Linked DNA regions of Mus musculus: region 1 is linked to region 2. The links are chromatin contacts, called in public HiChIP or PLAC-seq maps. All regions are on one chromosome and are shown on one strand. Each heading gives the region's core, a stretch centred on a gene start, on an enhancer-like site or on the middle of the called end of the contact. The rest is flanking DNA. Distances are from core to core; before and after follow the strand shown. Region 1 has its middle 12 kb from the start of Gm14321. Region 2 overlaps Gm11476 (a long non-coding RNA gene).

Region 1 (3,230 bases), core at 513-3,012, 200 kb before region 2:
GGAACCTGATCTCTAACCTGGGCCTGAGGTGTAGGTCTGCCCCAGACTCCAGCCTGGGAACTGAGACCCTGCCCGGCCCCTCTGTGTTCTTCCAGCTCTGGAGCAGTGGAGAACTCTTGCCTGTCCCCTTTAGGGCCTCTGTATCTGCCTCTCCTCTTCCGGGGACACCTCCAGGCTTGCTGTCTCACAGCAGGGGTCCTTGGTGACAACTGTCCGTGCTGTCCACAGCCACAGCTTCTGGCTACAGAAGGCCTGTCCACCATGCTGGGCCATCGCCCTGGCCACCTCTGACCTTCTAATTCTCGGTGGACTCCTGAACGAGTATCCCTGCTGGGTCTCTCTTCCCTACCTGTCTCTGGCCTTGAGGGTGGCATGTCCTGGCCCTGGGAGACAGAGAAGATGAGTCCTGCTGTCTTCCGAGTACGCAGGAGCTTGTGTGGTGGCCACTCACTGTGCGCTGGGCCCTGGACACTGTCACCATCCCTCCCTCTAGCCACCAGCATCCTCCCTTGTCTTTCCCAATTACTCCAGTCCCCTGCCTCTCCCAGAGCCTTCACACTGGCTATGCACACAGGCTCCTGCTGGGAAGCCGCCCCACTCACTGTCCATGGAAGTCACTTCAGGAGACCTCCCCCACAGCTTGTCATCCTCTGCCGTGTCTACCATGGTCCTAGCCCAGAGCCAAAATATTCTGCCATCCATGTGTTCCCCTCCCCCACTGTAGCCATCCAACCCACCCAACAACAGAGAGACCTGTATACAGAAGGTGCTCAAGCAATGGCTGCTAATAAAGTGAAGAGAATCAAAGAACACCTCCAGTCCCGTGTACCCCGGCCTGGCCCCCTCCTGCCAGCAGGCACCCCTCTGCACCCCACACCTGTCTGGTTCCCAGCCTTATAAAAACCACCGCCTCCACCTTGCCCCAGGGTGACCCAGGATGCCCAGGGGGTGAGGCCTATGCTGACCCCAGCCTGGCTTCCAAGACCTGGGCCTCAAGACACTGGTAATTGTTTGGGTGGGATGCTTTCGGCTAGATTGTCACCTGTCCTCAGGTATTCCTGAGATCAGGAAGCCAAGCGCCTCCACAGGGGAAACTGAGGCACAGTGCATGTGTCTACGTGCCCAGCTGTGCAGCCTACAGAAAGCAGGCCTGAGCTGGGGGCTTTCTGGGTTCGGGCTCATGCCTCAATCCTCTCCGTCCCCACTGTGAAAGGATCTTTTCTGACGTGAATCCAGTCCTGGCCCACATTCAGGACTTGTGCCTTCTCCACGAGCCTCAGTTTTGTCATCTGTCAAACAGGAATACATCTGTCCCTTTTCTGAAAGGCTAAGCCAGCTTCTCTGGAGGGAGGCCAGGGCCTCGTGTGCAGCCCCTTCTGAGGTCCCAAGAGGGCAGCTCCGGGCACCCACAGCCTCGGCTCTCTCAGTAAGGCAAAGGCTGAGGGGTCCTGGGTGGCCCTGGCCAAGGTGGGACGTGCGGTCTGGGGGAGGGCACAAGTGGCCAGGGAGGGAGCTGCAGCAGGCCAGGGTGACTCACCCTCTGGCCAGGCTCGAGGCTGGGCCACAGCCCCCACGCGCCCCTCTGGGCTCTGCCTTGCACCCAAAAATGCTGTGTCATGCTCCGTCATGTGGCTCCGGGTCATTAATACCCGAGTTCTGGGAAGCTTGGGCCGTGTTCCCGGAAGGGGTCAGCCGGTTCAGTAAACAGATTGGCTGCCTCCTCTGTACAGCCTGGAGCTCTGGAGGCTGGAGGCGGGGGCTGGCGGCCAAGGGGACAGAGCAGCAGCCCCTGGCCCTGCTTGAAGCTGGCACCTCCCAGGCCAGCCTGGTCCAGGCACGACAGATGAGAAGGGAAAGCAAGGCCTGATCGGAGAAGGCAAGGCCCTAGCCAGAGGTCGCACAGCGGGGCCAGGGCTCAGACCTGGAATTCTGGTCTCACCATGCTGAGTTCAGGCCCCACACTGCCCTCCCCCAGCCTCACCCCCATTCCTAACCAACCTTCTCAGGGCAGTTTGTTGGAGTTGGGGAAACTGGGGGGAAGGCAATTTGTGAAGGAAACAGGATTGGGTCCAGGGGTGTCCTTCCACAGTAACAGTAGCTCGGCACCTACTGTCTACGGCCTCTGTGAACGTGTGGCTTCAATGTGCAGCCACCTTCATGGCCTCCATCTGTTTAAGATACCTACTAAGTGCCGGGCACTGTGCTTAAAAGCCCCAGTAGAGGTCAGTGACACCAGATAGGCACCATTTTTGACCCCATTCTCAGGTGACAATCTGAGAAAGAGAAACCGTTGCTCTATTTGGGGACAGAGCAGGCTCCAGAGCTAACGGGTTTGGACAGTCAAAGCTTTGCTTCCCTGTGCCTGCTCTGTGACCCCCACACCAGTGTCTCCGCTTTCCACAGCCTCAGTTTACCACCCAATAAATGGAATGGGTATAGCGTTCACATCATGGAGACCCAGCCTAGGTGGGGTCAGAGTTCAAATCCTGATGTGTGCAGTTCCTGGCTGTGTAATCCTGGATATGGTGGCTTGATGTCTCTATTCTCTGTATCCTATTGTGCAACAGACAAGAAGAGGGAGTGAGCTGGCCCCCTCCCTGAGCCTTCCCTGTGGGACCAGGTCTTCTGAAGGCCCTGCACTCATATTTGACCTAAGATGGACCTGCTGGATGGGGTCAAAGAGCCCACAATGGACCGCAATAAGAAGCGTGGTCAGCCATGCCTGCTCCTGCAGGCTCCGGTGTGCAACCAGCAGCAGCCACGGCTGTGGCATCCTCCTCCCAACCAAGTCCCCTCAATGCATGGTGGACACCATGTCCCCTTCTCTGCTTAAACATGTCTGGTCACCATCTGCCATCCATGCACCCTGCTCCACAGCCTGGCCAGGCCCATGTGGGCCTTGTCTTCAGCCTCAGGAGCCGACATTGCCTGCCATGTGCAACAGCTCAGCCTGGAACCAGCACCTCTGACTGGTCTGTATTCCACACATCCCGAGCTTCCTCCTCCAGGAAGCCCACCCAGATGCTCCCACAGAAAGCAAGTGCCCCAGCCACCGCCAGGCAGAACTCTCCCTCTTTCTGTCACTGCCATTACACACAGCTATTTCACATGTCACCTTGAGTTTCCGTAGCTGTGGAGGAGACGGCTCTGTGAGTTTTAAGGTGAAGGAACAATTACTACCTCTAAAATCCTTAATGAAGCCTAAAAAGTTGAAATCGCTAAATTGCTAT
Region 2 (2,974 bases), core at 391-2,890:
CTCAAAACAAGCCGAATGGCTCTATTTGGAACTCGTTCATCCCTGTTGATGTCCATCATGTCTGCTCACCTCACGCCATCATTTGTCCCCTAGTCTGCACAAGTCCTCCCCCACCCCTATCCTGGCCACACCTAGCACACACAGATGGCTTTGCTGCAGGGCCTTTGTACTTGCTATTGTGTGCTAGGCCCATGTCCTCTGAACTGGCTCCTTCTTGCTCTTTGTATCTCTGTTCAAGGAACTCCTCCTAGCTTCCCTGTCCCAAGGGATCTTTATGTTCCCTGTTGTTATCCCCTCCCCCCCCTAAGACTTTTCACCCAAAATTACCTTTGACCTGTGTCTATTTTCTGCCCTCCTGTCCCATGAGATTGTCAGTTTCCAGAGAGCCAGGCCGCCAGGCTGCCTCCTTACCAATACCTAGTACCCTGCACACAGTAGGTGCTCATCTGTGTACAGTCAGACACAAATTAATAAATGTGTGCACAAATGAGTGAGTGAATGAATGAATGAATGCTTCTTTGTATAGAGGACAGGCCTCAGCCCCTGAGAGAGCTAAAGCCTCCTTAAGGACACACAAAAAAGAGGTGACCCTCGGGCTCCCTTTCACCCCAGGCACCACCACAGATTCCCCAGTTGACTAAAGGCCATGAGTGGGCAGGAGGCCAATGCAGCCTAGAGGACACCTGTACACCTGCGACTTCCTCCCTGGGAGGTCTAACCACTCAGCTCTCCAGCCAAATCCTGGCTGGGAAGTCTCTAGCTCAGACCATGGGGATTTTCACCGACAGGTAAGGGTGGGGACTCAGGTGGAACGGTGCCAAGTAGTACCAAGACAAGCTGAGCTTCAGAAACTTAGCCAGGAAGAGAGCAGAGGGACCAAGGCCATTTACCCAAGGCCCCAAGGACACAAGCCTGAGGTCCCCGAGCTTCCGACCCTTCCAGATCACTCTTGCCTTACAAGGCCACCACAGGTTCCTCCCGATAGGTAGCATACACCTGTGAACCCAGGACAGGACTCGGGAGCCTGAGGCAGGAGGATCACTTTGGGTTTGAGGCCAGCCTGGGCTATAGAGTGAGACCCTCTCTCAGCAAAATGATAACAGCGTAGCAAGCAAAAGCATCCGGCATCGCCTCTGCCAAGTGAAGGAAGGAAGGAAGAAAGGAGAAGCAGGCTAAGGCAGCGGGCAGGACAAGCAGCAGGGCCAGCATTGTCTGCCCCTGGCTCACAATCCCTGCTTCCTAGCACATTCCACCTTGGCCTCCCAACAGCCTCTAGGGGGACAAGGAGGCTGGCGGGAAATGACTCAGCCAAGGCCTGCAGGCTGTCTCCAGCTGTGGCTGAGCCGGTCCATGCTTCCAGGCGGCTCTCAGCCTCCACGCGCTGTCAAAACCAACCCAGAATTCTGCACGACTCCCTTCACACTCAGACCAGCTTCCAGTGGAAAGACCGAGGCAGGCAGTTGAGGAGATGTGTTGAGCAGATGAGGCTACTCCTGCATGTGCCCAGGAGCCCAAGGGCCCAGGAGTTTGACTGATTGACATTGCTAGCCAGGCCCAGAGAATAACTCAGCCAGGCTCTCAGTGAAGGAAGTTCGTGTCCTGGCAGCCTCTGCTTGTCCCTGGCTCTGAAGACGGGAACTACCTCCCCCAGGGCCTGTCACTCCTGGCAACAGCAGCAGATGTGGAAATCCAGAGGCTGAGCTGGCAGACAGCGGGTGGTGGACGGGACTTATGCCAGAAACATTGGGCTGACTGAGTGTGTGAAATGTAGCCAGTGCTGTATTTCATTCAGTCATTCAACAAACATCCATGGAGGGTCTGCTAGGCCAGGCTCCTGGTCTCACCCCTAATAGCAGAAGAGCATTAGTCAGTGTTTAAAATGACCCAGGGCACACTTTTTTTTTTTTTGGTTTTTCGAGACAGGGTTTCTCTGTGTAGTCCTGGCTATCCTGGAACTCACTCTGTAGACCAGGCTGGCCTGGAACTCAGAAATCCGCCTGCCTCTGCCTCCCAAGTGATGGGATTAAAAGCGTGCGCCACCACACCCGGCTCAGGGCACACTCTTATTATCTATCCATCCTGTCCCTTCTGCATTGCTTGTGTGATGCTTAAGAGACAGTCACACAGGGAAGACTAGCCCTCTGTGTACACAGGCCATTGCACACACTGGAGCTGGGTTGGCCAGAGTGGCATCTCATTCATTTGGAGACTGTGACAATCTCAAGTGGTAAGTCACAAAGCGAGGAGTGGTGCCAAGACACCCTCTCCTCTCCTCTCCTCTCCTCTCCTCTCCTCTCCTCTCCTCTCCTCTCCTCTCCTCTCCTCTCCTCTTCTCTTCTCTCCTCTCCCTTCCCCTCCCCTCCTCTTCTCCTCTCTCTCTCTCTCTCTCTCTCTCTCTCTCTCTCTGAAGCTTAGCAGGTACCCAGGAGGAAGGCACCACACTGAGGCTCCCTACAAAGGCAAGCAATTGACATAGTTTGCTCATTCATTCAATAATTCCTTATAAAATCTACCACAGGGGCCAGCGAAAGGGCACAGTAAGTAAAGGGGCTTGCTGTGTGAGCCTGGTGAACTGAGTTTGATCCCTGAAACCTATGTAAAGGTGGATGGAGAAAACTGAGTACACAAAGTACTCTGACCTACACACACACACACACACACACACACACACACACACACACCCCTACACACAACAACCACAAATATAAAAAAATTTTTTTGTTTTGTTTTTAAGATTGTTAGCTGAGCATAGTGATACAAGCCTTTTATCCCAGCACTTGGGAGGCAGAGACAGGTGGATCTACAGTTACAGAGTGAGTTCCAGGACAGCCAGGGCTATATGGTATCTTAACACCCCCACCCCCCAAAAAGATTTTTAAAGATATGTGTATGTGCATGAATGAGTCTATATGAAAGTCTGTGTGTCATGTGTGTAATGTTCACAGATGTCATGGAAGAGGTCATTAGATCCCCT

What was found. HiChIP or PLAC-seq counts read pairs in DNA pulled down with a chosen protein or histone mark.
Region 1: a contact with region 2 is called in a FOXA1 HiChIP or PLAC-seq map of pancreatic cancer cells. The contact joins two enhancer-like sites. A contact is called at or near these places in 2 of 484 Hi-C or Micro-C datasets (both in muscle stem cells) and 2 of 115 datasets of contacts at active chromatin or transcription factors (memory CD8 T cells and pancreatic cancer cells).

What each region holds. Positions count from the first base shown.
Region 1 is chr2:167,763,738-167,766,967 of GRCm38.p6, reverse strand. No RefSeq gene overlaps it. Among named protein-coding and RNA genes, the nearest start is that of Gm14321, 12 kb to the left of the region's middle. Within about 2 kb of position 1,762, at least 232 of the 459 cell types and tissues checked have an H3K27ac peak or open chromatin away from gene starts, as enhancers often do. A contact at or near this core is called in muscle stem cells and pancreatic cancer cells, where this site is marked.
Region 2 is chr2:167,568,802-167,571,775 of GRCm38.p6, reverse strand. The region is part of intron 2 of Gm11476 (a long non-coding RNA gene); the gene reads right to left. It overlaps Gm31619 (a long non-coding RNA gene), which reads left to right. Exons shown (of 6, transcript XR_003954104.1): 6 at 1-491. Among named protein-coding and RNA genes, the nearest start is that of Gm11476, 17 kb to the right of the region's middle. Within about 2 kb of position 1,640, at least 89 of the 459 cell types and tissues checked have an H3K27ac peak or open chromatin away from gene starts, as enhancers often do. A contact at or near this core is called in muscle stem cells and pancreatic cancer cells, where this site is marked.